3 separate regions of the Mus musculus genome follow, and all the other regions are linked to region 1. The links are chromatin contacts, called in public ChIA-PET and promoter capture Hi-C maps. All regions are on one chromosome and are shown on one strand. The core of a region is the stretch at or near the end of the contact, and the rest is flanking DNA. Distances in the headings are between cores, read along the strand shown. Region 1 holds the start of Pccb (propionyl Coenzyme A carboxylase, beta polypeptide). Region 2 has its middle 35 kb from the start of Slc35g2. Region 3 overlaps Stag1 (stromal antigen 1).

The links. Promoter capture Hi-C pulls out the DNA fragments that hold promoters and counts their contacts. ChIA-PET counts read pairs in DNA pulled down with a chosen protein or histone mark.
Region 2: a contact with region 1 is called in a promoter capture Hi-C map of embryonic stem cells, with 2.1 times the contacts expected there. The contact joins the enhancer-like site here to the promoter of Pccb in region 1. A contact is called at or near these places in 15 of 39 promoter capture datasets (the 3T3-L1 cell line, 3T3-L1-derived adipocytes, cranial neural crest and 10 more) and 4 of 115 datasets of contacts at active chromatin or transcription factors (embryonic stem cells, epiblast stem cells and large pre-B cells).
Region 3: a contact with region 1 is called in an RNA polymerase II ChIA-PET map of memory CD8 T cells, with 22 read pairs. The contact joins the enhancer-like site here to the promoter of Pccb in region 1. A contact is called at or near these places in 6 of 39 promoter capture datasets (the C10 cell line, the HPC-7 cell line, HPC-7-derived erythroid cells and 3 more), 1 of 115 datasets of contacts at active chromatin or transcription factors (memory CD8 T cells) and 2 of 9 other capture datasets (adipose tissue and liver).

What each region holds. Positions count from the first base shown.
Region 1 is chr9:101,033,050-101,036,439 of GRCm38.p6, reverse strand. Pccb (propionyl Coenzyme A carboxylase, beta polypeptide) reads left to right here and starts at 1,556. Exons shown (of 15, transcript NM_025835.3): 1 at 1,556-1,771. The coding sequence starts at 1,583.
Region 2 is chr9:100,604,475-100,607,864 of GRCm38.p6, reverse strand. It overlaps a transcript of Stag1 not described here. Among named protein-coding and RNA genes, the nearest start is that of Slc35g2, 35 kb to the right of the region's middle. Within about 2 kb of position 1,789, at least 102 of the 459 cell types and tissues checked have an H3K27ac peak or open chromatin away from gene starts, as enhancers often do. A contact at or near this core is called in embryonic stem cells and stem cell-derived epiblast-like cells, where this site is marked.
Region 3 is chr9:100,684,448-100,687,837 of GRCm38.p6, reverse strand. The region is part of intron 1 of Stag1 (stromal antigen 1); the gene reads right to left. Among named protein-coding and RNA genes, the nearest start is that of Stag1, 43 kb to the right of the region's middle. Within about 2 kb of position 1,872, at least 50 of the 459 cell types and tissues checked have an H3K27ac peak or open chromatin away from gene starts, as enhancers often do. A contact at or near this core is called in memory CD8 T cells, where this site is marked.

The sequences.
Region 1 (3,390 bases), core at 307-2,806:
GCAGGCTTTTTTTATTTTTTTATTTTTTATTTTTTGGCTAAGAATGAGAAATATGCACCTTGTACTTTGCCTTAAAGACCTGCCACTTCGCTGGGTAAACAGATGAGAAAGCATTCATAGTAGAGTTTTCGAAAGCACTGGAGCAGCACTTCTCAGATGTTAGCATCTGAACTGACTAAAGGGTCCTTGCTAAGAGGTCAGCAGCCTCCCCCCCCCCCCCCCGCCCCCGCCCCCCGCCCCCGCCGCCGCCTTGCATCCCCTCTGATTAGTAGGTCTGAGCCCGAGCAGTCTGCTCCTAGTTTACTTTTCCTATTTCCTCCCAGCTAATGCCAAAGCCGCTGTGTTGACAAGATTCTCTTCTTGACCAAACTTCGGTCAGGCTCTACTGAGCATCTCTTGAATAGAACTGACCTTGGCTCCCAGGTCCTCTCTTCTAGAGGGTAGCTTTGCCAAGAATCCTGCTAAGTCAGTTATGCCAGAATCTTCCACCCTTGATGAGGGATCGCCCTCCATATTTGATAAGGTTCTTCTTCCACTGTCCCCCAAATGATGTCTGAGCACCCTGGCTTGCCTTCAACCAAGCAAACGTTGTTTGTCAGATTGCTCCTTGCCCTGTGTTCCCTATTAATTTTCTATCCATTGAGCTCCCTCCCCGATACATCTTGTCTTTGGTGTATTCGGGGTTGAGGCCAACCTCTCTCCCCTACTGTAAAACCCTATGGAGCCTAGACCTAGCACAATGGTCTCTAAAAGTTTACTTCACCATTCTGTGTCTCGTCACAAACTTAAAAAACATCAAATAATTTGTGTGTATCAGAGTTTGGGCGTGCACATGTGGAAGTCACAGGACAACATGGGGTGTCAATGGTCCCCTTATTTGTGTGAGAATTGGGTCTCATTTGCTTCTGTACATGCTAGGGTGGCTGTTCCGTGAGCTTCCTGGGATTCTTTTATTTCTGTCAGCTATCTCACCTAGGCAACCTCTCTGTACAGACACTCATTACTCTGGCTGAGTACTGAGTTTGGGGACCCCAATTTTGGTCCTCATACTCAGGCTGGCAAAGGCTTTAACTTAGCACTGAGCCAAGTAGCTTCCCAGCTCCTCTCCCCTTTAAGAGACCCTCTCTGGAGCTCAATACGTAGCTCACAAAACATTTCAGTCTTGACGCCATACAAACCTACTTCTGTTCCTGTGTATCCCATCTCTGAAATCTGGATATAAATTATTTCAAGGCTAAGTTTTAAGAGCAAAACCTGGCACAGCATTTGGTAAAAGTTGGTCAGAGCTCATTATCTATTCATTTTTGGGGGGAAGAGGGTCGACGAAGCCTGGAGTTTAGATGGCTAACGCAGAACGAGGAATGAAGTCCTTGTTCTGTGTGGCTACACGGGCACAGAGCTGAGAGGCAGGTATTTCCTAGAACAGGACCGCCTTGAGCCTGAATGCAAGCCTGTGACTGCTACCAGCTTTAGGGCCAGCGACGACGCGCAGGCGCAGACTCGCAATGTCTACGCTCTCTGCGCATGCGTCCTGAGGTGCAGTGTGTGTCACGCTGGCAGTCAAAAAAAAAAAAAAAAAAAAATGGCGGCGGCGATTAGGATTCGGGCGGTGGCGGCTGGAGCGAGGCTCAGCGTTCTGAATTGCGGCCTCGGCATCACGACCCGCGGCCTTTGCAGCCAGCCGGTTTCAGTTAAAGAGCGCATCGACAACAAGCGCCATGCAGCGTTGCTGGGAGGAGGCCAGCGCCGCATCGACGCGCAGCACAAGCGAGTGAGTCACGGGCGCCAGTGCGTCCCGCCCCCTCCGCTCCCGCCCTATCACAGCGCGCCGGGCTCGCGGCGCACGAGCCTCCCAGCCAATAGGCGCTGCGCCTGGGAGGGGCGCGGCGAGAACGTCCACCTGGAGAACCTAGAGCCCCCTCGGGTGTCAGTAGACATCTGCACCACTTAGGGAGGTCCCCAGGCGGTGGTGGTGGGCATTGGTCGTCGGATGGATGGATGGATGTGACCGGTCTCCAGCTGCGCTCCACTTAGCAGCTTTGAACTTTTGGGAAAGGTGGTCTTTAGAAAGCACCGTAAACAGAATAATGTCTTCCAGGTCTTGTTTGAATAAGATTGCCACGTTAATCGGCCACAGGCTCTGAATTTAAAAGACGGGATTGTTCTCCCGCTGCCTGAAAGTGTTTATGACAGTTTTTTTTTTTTTTTTTTTTTTCCCTTCCCTCTTCTCGGGGAAGGAAGCAGTAAAACCCAGGCACGAAGTATTAGAAAAAACTTGGTTATGTTCACATTAACCTGGTGTGTTGTCTCCCTGCGTGCTGGGGATTTGTGACGCCTGTGACCGAGGAAGTCTGGTTGGCCTCTTGAGAGGTTCATGTATCGATCTGCTGCATAGGAAGCAGGTGGACTTTCTATAAACTCTCAGGCTACTCTGCTGAGAGCAGCTGAGGCGGGAATCACATTTGAGCTTCTTCTGGGGAGGTCATTTAGCAGCAGAAAAACAAAAAACAACAGAAGCTGGAAGAGGTGACCCTAGACTTGAAGCCAGACTTGCCCAGTGTGTCCTTGACAACTGAGTGAGTCCAGGCAGAAGAGCTGGATAAGTTAACATGAAGGTTCCCTAAGGGAAGGGCTCCTGTGAAGGGCATGCAAGTCTTACCCAAGTGTGTGAAAATCTGGGTCAAATGTTGATTCAGATGTCCTGAGTTAGGTTTGAAAAAAGAAAAATGCTCAAGGAAAACTATTTATTCCTCTTGACACTTAGGGATGTAAATGTGGTTGTAAGGTTTATGGTGAGCCATAAGCCCTCTCTCCCTTGGGGTCCCTCTGAAGGGCTATTAAGTTCCCTGGGAAAGCCTGTCACTGCTCTGGTAACCTTTCTCTTGGGACACCCTTGCTCAGTTGCCTATTGCACCCCAGGCAAGATCCTGATGCTCTTACATTAAGGCCTTCAGAGCAGGTTTTCTGCTGTCAGAGTTTATTTAGTTGGGAGGCTAATTTGTGTTCCCTTTAAGCAAGTTTTTCATTATGTCCGTGAATCAGATGTCCTAAAAGAGGACCAGAAAGTATGAATATCTTAAAATTTATCGATCTGTCTATTATCTATATATCTATCTATCTGTCTATCTCCGTAGTTGTTAGATTATTTCCCCCCAAAGTACATTTGTTTTCCACAGCCTCTTTCCACAGCCTCTTTGGCTTTTACTTTTTGTTTGTTTGTTTGTTTGTTTTTCGAGACAGGGTTTCTCTGTGTAGCCCTGGCTGACCTGGAACTCACTTTGTAGACCAGGCTGGCCTCGAACTCAGAAATCCGCCTGCCTCTGCCTCCCGAGTGCTGGGATTAAAGGCGTGCGCCACCACTGCCCGGCTTTACTGTTTTATTAGAATATC
Region 2 (3,390 bases), core at 540-3,039, 430 kb after region 1:
TTGCAATAGATACCCAATAGGATGGAGGACCTGTTAATTCCTAAGTTTTGCTGGAGAAAAACTAATTATGCCATTTTGGGCCAATTTAAAGCAAGCTTTATTAAGTATTAAATACTGATAAAGACATGGACTTTGGTCAGACCATTGCCTGGAATTTCCTAGTTGCGAATGACCTCCAGCCACATATTGCAAGGGATTATAAGGACAACCCTATAGGTCACCATATAATCCCATTCTTATTTTCCAAAAACTACAATTCCCAGCATTCCAGGAAGTTGCTGGGCAGGTGGGGCTTGCAGGTTACTTTTGGCCATTATAATGAACTTAAGGTGAGGAGTTATTTTAGCTCATGGTAATGGAGGAGACTCAGCAAGGAAGGCAGAGCAGAGCAACTCCACTAAGGGAGGGAGGAGTGTGTGGTAGAAGCTATTCACGTCACTGGGAATCTGGAAGCAGAGAGCAAGACAGGAAGTGGACCAGATACAACCTCCCACGACCTATGTCTAGTGAGACTTCCACTAGCCAGGCTCTACCTCCTACAGGTTCTCTAGTCAATCCCAAGATAGCCTCATTTTCTGGGGAAGAAGTATTTAAGCATAAGCTATGGGGGATATTTCAGATTCAAACTATAACGTAAGTGTATGTTATCTTCTCCATGAACAACACTCAGCCAAGCCTAAGCTATGTCAAGATTTTCATAGATACAAGGTCTTTCTCTTATGAATGCTCCCTATCTTCTTTCAGTTAATCCTAGCCTTGGGGGTTTCCTTGTATGGAGCCTCAACTAAGACAGTGACATTTTTCTTTTTTCTTTTTTTTTTTTTGTTTTTTTGTCTTTTGGTTTTTTGTTTTTTTGTTTTTTTGTTTTTTTTGTTTTTTTATTTTTTTGAGACAGGGTTTCTCTGTGTAGCCCTGGCTGTCCTGGAACTTACTCTCTAGACCAGGCTGGCCTCAAACTCAGAAATCTGCCTGCCTCTGCCTCCCAAGTGCTAGGATTACAGGTGTGTGCCACCACTGATCGGCCCAGTGGCATATTTCTGATTCTGTTACTGAATGTGTGGCTAAAGTTACACTACAAGACAAGATTGGTTGCATGACTACCTACACCTCCTAAAACTCCTACAGAATTCAATACTTACGTTGTTAGAGTCCCGATGTTTAAAAAAAAAATAGCAGCATAGGTATTTAGTGCACACATTCAGAGAAAATGGAATAAATGCATGCATGTATGTGTTTATTTCTCAAGAGACTTGGTAAGTGTGTGTGTGTGTGTGTGTGTGTGTGTGTGTGTGTATTTGCACGCACATGTTAGCATGACTGCTAACAGGAGAAGGGGTAATTATGCATTATAACCATAAACAAAGAAGCAGAGCTGGACTGGAAAACCAAAACATCTCTCACTCTGCCAAGAGCCAATGCTCTGCCAATGACCAATCGTGCCAAGCATCTGTGACCCTAAACAGACCTCTCACTTTACAACTGAAAAAATTACTCTAGACAACGTATTTGCTGTTTATTTGCCATCTGGCGAGTCAGGGAATTACTTCAAATAGATGATGAGACTCTGCTTCTCTGTTTAATAGAATTACTGCAGAAAGCAGCGACTACACTTCTGGAAACAGGTCGCTTGCTGAGTCATTCTCCCTTGCTTGCGACAAGCATTTCACTTTGCATTGAATTTTAATGTGATGTGTCTTCATCTTCCCCAGCCCCCTCTCCTGCACTCTGCTAGACAGTAATTCCTCTTTGGCTGAAGTGACGTCACCTGCCTAGCTAGCATGGTCAGGCAAGTCTTGCTGAGAGATTCCAGACATTCTCCACAGCCTTTCTCATCCCAAGGTCACCTGGGATCTCTGCCCTCAGGGATCCTGGGTGAAAGAACTCTGCATCTGGAGGAAGAATCAGTTTGTTTCAGCGAGACATTAGTGAAATTCCAGACTAAACTAAAGAAAAATCTGACTACTTTATAAAACATCGCCCTGAATTAAAAGTAGGATTTCCATCAAGTTTCCTGAGATTATGTCAATGTTGAAAGCCACTGAGCAATCTTATTCTACAGAGATATTTGTTACAAGCTTCATTCTGGTTTGAAGCAAAACCCAAGTCAGGAAGACCTACTAGAAGGCTGTTTGGGTAGTACAAAGGAAGGAATTAAGGCTGGATAGGGCTCAATGGTTAAGAGCACCTCCAGAGGACCTGAGACCTATTCCCAGACTCAAGTTCCATGTTGGGCAGCTCACAACCATCTGTGACTCTGGGGGGTGTAGCTCCAGAGAATCCTACACCCTTATTTGGCTTCCATAGCCACCCATGTGTGTAGTATGCACACACACACACACACACACACACACACACTAAACCTTTAAAAACACACACACACAAGAGAAAGCCAGGCAGTGGTGGCACATGTTTTTAATCCCAGTACTCTGGAGGCAGAGACAGGCAGATCTCTAAGTTTGAGGCCAGCTTGGTCTACAGAGCAAGTTCCTGGACAGCCAAAGCTACACAGAGAAACCCTATCTCAAAAGTAGAACAAAACAAAACCAAAAACCAACCAACCAACCAAACAAACAAACAAACAAAACACACACAGAGAACCTCTTTAATAAAGAAAGTGATCAGAGATGCCTTTTAGGTCAAACTGACAGCCTCCAAAAATGTCTTGCTTCACTATGCTAAATGAGGTGGGGCCTGCCCTGCAGATACCAAAAGAAATCTCTTAGGACTACTGTCCTCAGAATCTCCCCTGAACAGTTGCTATAGCTGCCACGAGCTGACAAGGGGAAGGAATCTAGTTCAGAATATGTAACCTTCATAATCAGGCCTTGCAGCTGCAAACAAGCCTTATGACTTGGTTCACTAACACAAGAAGAAGAGAAGAAGAAGAAGAAGAAGAAGAAGAAGAAGAAGAAGAAGAAGAAGAAGAAGAAGAGGAGGAGGAGGAGGAGGAGGAGGAGGAGGAGGAGGAGGAGGAGGAGGAGGAGGAGGAGGAGGAGGAGGAGGAGGAGGAAAGAGGAGGAGGAGGAGGAGGAGGAGGAGGAGGAGGAGATGTATTTTTATGGCTACGTTCATATATAGGTGAATATAATTATATACTAAACTGAGAACGTGACACGGGCAAGAGTGTGAGAGAGGAAGAGAAAAGAGAGAGAGGCTAGAGAGAGAAGACTAGGAGAGAGCCAAGAGGACAGAGAGAGAGAGAGAGAGAGAGAGAGAGAGAGAGAGAGAGAGAGAGAGAATCTAGAGAACACAGGGCAAATGGTCAAAACAACAGTTATAACAGGAATGGGAAGCCAGGGAAGGGAAATGAAGCTCATGAGCTGGAGAGGTTTTTTTTTTGGGGGGGGGGGCAGGGTGAGAGGAGCTGAGAGGAGCTGGGATGCCGGCCAG
Region 3 (3,390 bases), core at 623-3,122, 350 kb after region 1:
GTATACTAAAAAGAAACCTAAATTAAGTCAAAGAATGTTCATGAAAAATTAAAGTTGAAATGCCTATAGAGGGAAAATTGTAAGTGCACATATAAAGAATGATCTACTCTATGTATACTCCTATAGAGAGAGAATAAGCTTTTTTAAAATGTTACTAATAGTAGCACTCTAAGACTAATGTTAACTTCTTGAACTTTATTTTTCCTAATATCAAAGAGAACTGTTAATTTTACCAGGTAACAACATAATCTAGTACTTCTATTATTGTCTCAGTAGAACAGGATGTAGAATCACTTAATCACTTGAACAGTACCATTTAAAAACAAAATGATTAAAAATTTCTAAATATCTCTTTAATAAATCAAAGGTAATTATTGCTATTTCTGACAACAAAGTCAAAAATCAAATAACAAAATATACCAGCAGAGTAAAATCTGGTGCATCGGTTTAAGCACTACACCATAATCTTTTGTTTGTTTTTTATGCTGGGGAAGCCACAAGGTCTTGTTCATTTTAGACATATACTACCACTGAGCACATTACATTCCCAAGCCCAGGGTCTTGTTATGTAGCTCAGACTTGCCTCAAGCTCACAATCCTCCTGACTCTGTCTCTCAATGTCTTGGTCTATATGTATAATCAATTTTTTAAAGCTCTAGAGGTAGAAACAGATATAATAAGTCCCATATTTTAGTTCTATTTCCAATACCTTCTGCCCTAGACAACCAAGTCACTTTTACAAAATAAAATAATTTCTGAAGAGATGTTATTATTCTCCAAACATCACCTGAATAACAACCTAATTTTAATTACATATACTATTATCTAATAGCTAAAATGAAGACACCCTGGCTGTCCTGAAACTCACTTTGTTGACCAGGCTGGCCTTGAACTCAGAAATCCGCCTACCTCTGCCTCCCAAGTGCTTGGACTAAAGGTGTGCGCCGCCACCACCCCCCGGCAAGACACTCTATTATTAATACCGTAGTTATAGAAGTGATAGTAGGTGGACACAGATGAAAACTGTCATTTAACAAGGTTGACATTACTGGTGCCATTCTACATGATTCATTTTCATTATGCCAGTTCTTTTTAAACTGTTCACTACATCTGGGGGCGGGGGATACAAGTGCACACACTCCATGCCATGATGCACTTGGAGGGGGTTACAGAACAACTTGTAGGAATAAGGACTATTCCTCCACCATGGTGGTCTCAGAGGTTGAATTCAGGTTATCAGTTTTGGTGGCAAGAGCCTTTGCCCACTGAGCCAGCTTGACAGAATTTCTAGAAATTCTTATGCTTAATTGTGTTTACTGTATCAACCTCAAAATTCAAAGTACACTGCACCATCTCTTCCTATACCATTCAAACACTCCCATAAGAGAGGCAGGTATTCATGGAACTATCTTAAGAATCTGAATAAAAAGTGACTCTAACCTAATTCACATAACTACACTAAATGTAGACACTATTCCTGGTTTTACTACTTGTTCTGGCCCCATACAATTAACAACCTTCTCATGCCTCAATTCAATTAACTTCTCAGAGGTTTGAGTGTAGAGCGCAGAACATGACTGACAGCTGTGTTTCTTTAAACAACAGTATGTGAGGGAAAATAGTAACAAGATTCCAACATTCTTAAGAGTTTATAAAAATTATTTTTCAGAACTTGTCATTACTCATAAAATCACTCATATAAAACTGAGTAACAGTAATATAAGTGTTAAATTTTTGAGTGCTATTTTGTTAAACTTCAAGTGGTTTAAGAGGATTCCTTCAAACCCTCTTTCATTTGCTCAATTCTCTTCTCAAGCATATTAGGCTCCATTAACAGCCAATCATGTAAGCTGAGCTGCAAGTGACCCCGAGAGTTGCCATAGCAACAGCTGCTTTCTGAAATACGTGTTATGCATTTTAAAAGCTCTCACAGAGAGGATACCACATCTATCAATTAACAACCAAAGCTCAACACAGCACATTATCCAAATGAAAGAGAAACTACCTTAAAAAGGCAACAATCTCTTAACAAAAGGGACATTTGATACACTTGACCTAAAATTCTATTGTGATTTATTTTTCAAAATGAAGCCTATAATTAATAAGATGTGACAGTTGAACACTATGCTTTTTAAAGAACAAAACTGCTTTAAGGAATTTTTAGGACTATTTTTAGCAAATGAAACATCAAGGATAATGAATGAACATATGCCACAATATACTGTCAAACTGTCATGAAGCCATATTAATGAGAAAGTTGGCCTAAATGTGGTTTACCAAAATGTTTTTCAATATTTGGTCAATGTGAACACCACAAGACATTGGACTATTTAAAAGAAATATTTTTGTAATTCACTGATAATTGAGATCACTTCCCATAGATTCCTGATTTTTAAAAAAGACGTACAGCTAGCTAGGATTTATCAGCAGTCACTATTCAACTCTGTAACAAAAAACTTTATTCTTTGAATAATTTTTGCAATGCTGGGGATATGAAACATCCAAAACATAACCTGTTCTTTGCAAAACAGTGCCAACGAAATAGTTTGTGAATGTCCACAATTTAAAAACTTAGCCTCAGCCGGGCGTGGTAGCACACGCCTTTAATCCCAGCGCCTGGGAGGCAGAGGCAGTCAGATTTCTGAGTTCGAGGCCAGCCTGACCCTGTCTCGAAAAACCAAAACAAAACAAAACAAAAAACAGCCTCAAAAAGCAATTTTTCTATAGTTCAAGTAAACAGAATGCATAAATTCATGGTATTGCTCACCATGTTAGGGGAGGTACTCCCAACAGGATAATTTAGATAAAGAACTTTTTATTAACAAGCTCCAGAAACTTAAATGTGACAGAAGATTCTATTTACATATAATTACTATAACTTTAAATTTTCAAAAACTTCAAAGAATGGATTAACAGCTAGAGACTACTGTAGTTACTAAAACAGAAGTTTAGGAAGGGAATATAATGAAGATGACAAAGAGAAACTGTTGGAGTGACCTTCCTCAAATTGTTGTGTGTCTCTATTTTTAATTGTTCGTTCAGTATCATCAAAGAGCTCAGTGCTGGCAAGATTCTCATCACTGTCATTTCTATGGACAATAGCCAGTTCTCTATTTTGTTAACATTAGTCCATCCTCACATGCATACAGGCAATCTAGGAATGTATCGGAGGTTGTCTCACTACTGACTGGTTGTAATAAAGAATTAACAGCCAATAGCTGGGTCAAGAAGGAGAAGGGCAGAACTTCCAGTAAGAGGACAGAGAGATGGAATGCTAGGTTGTAATTGATACAACAGAAATTAGAGAATCGTTCAAGTCAGAATAAAGTAAACTGAAATTCAGAGGAGAACATGGAGGAGACAGACACAGACCACTCAGGAGCAGAGAGA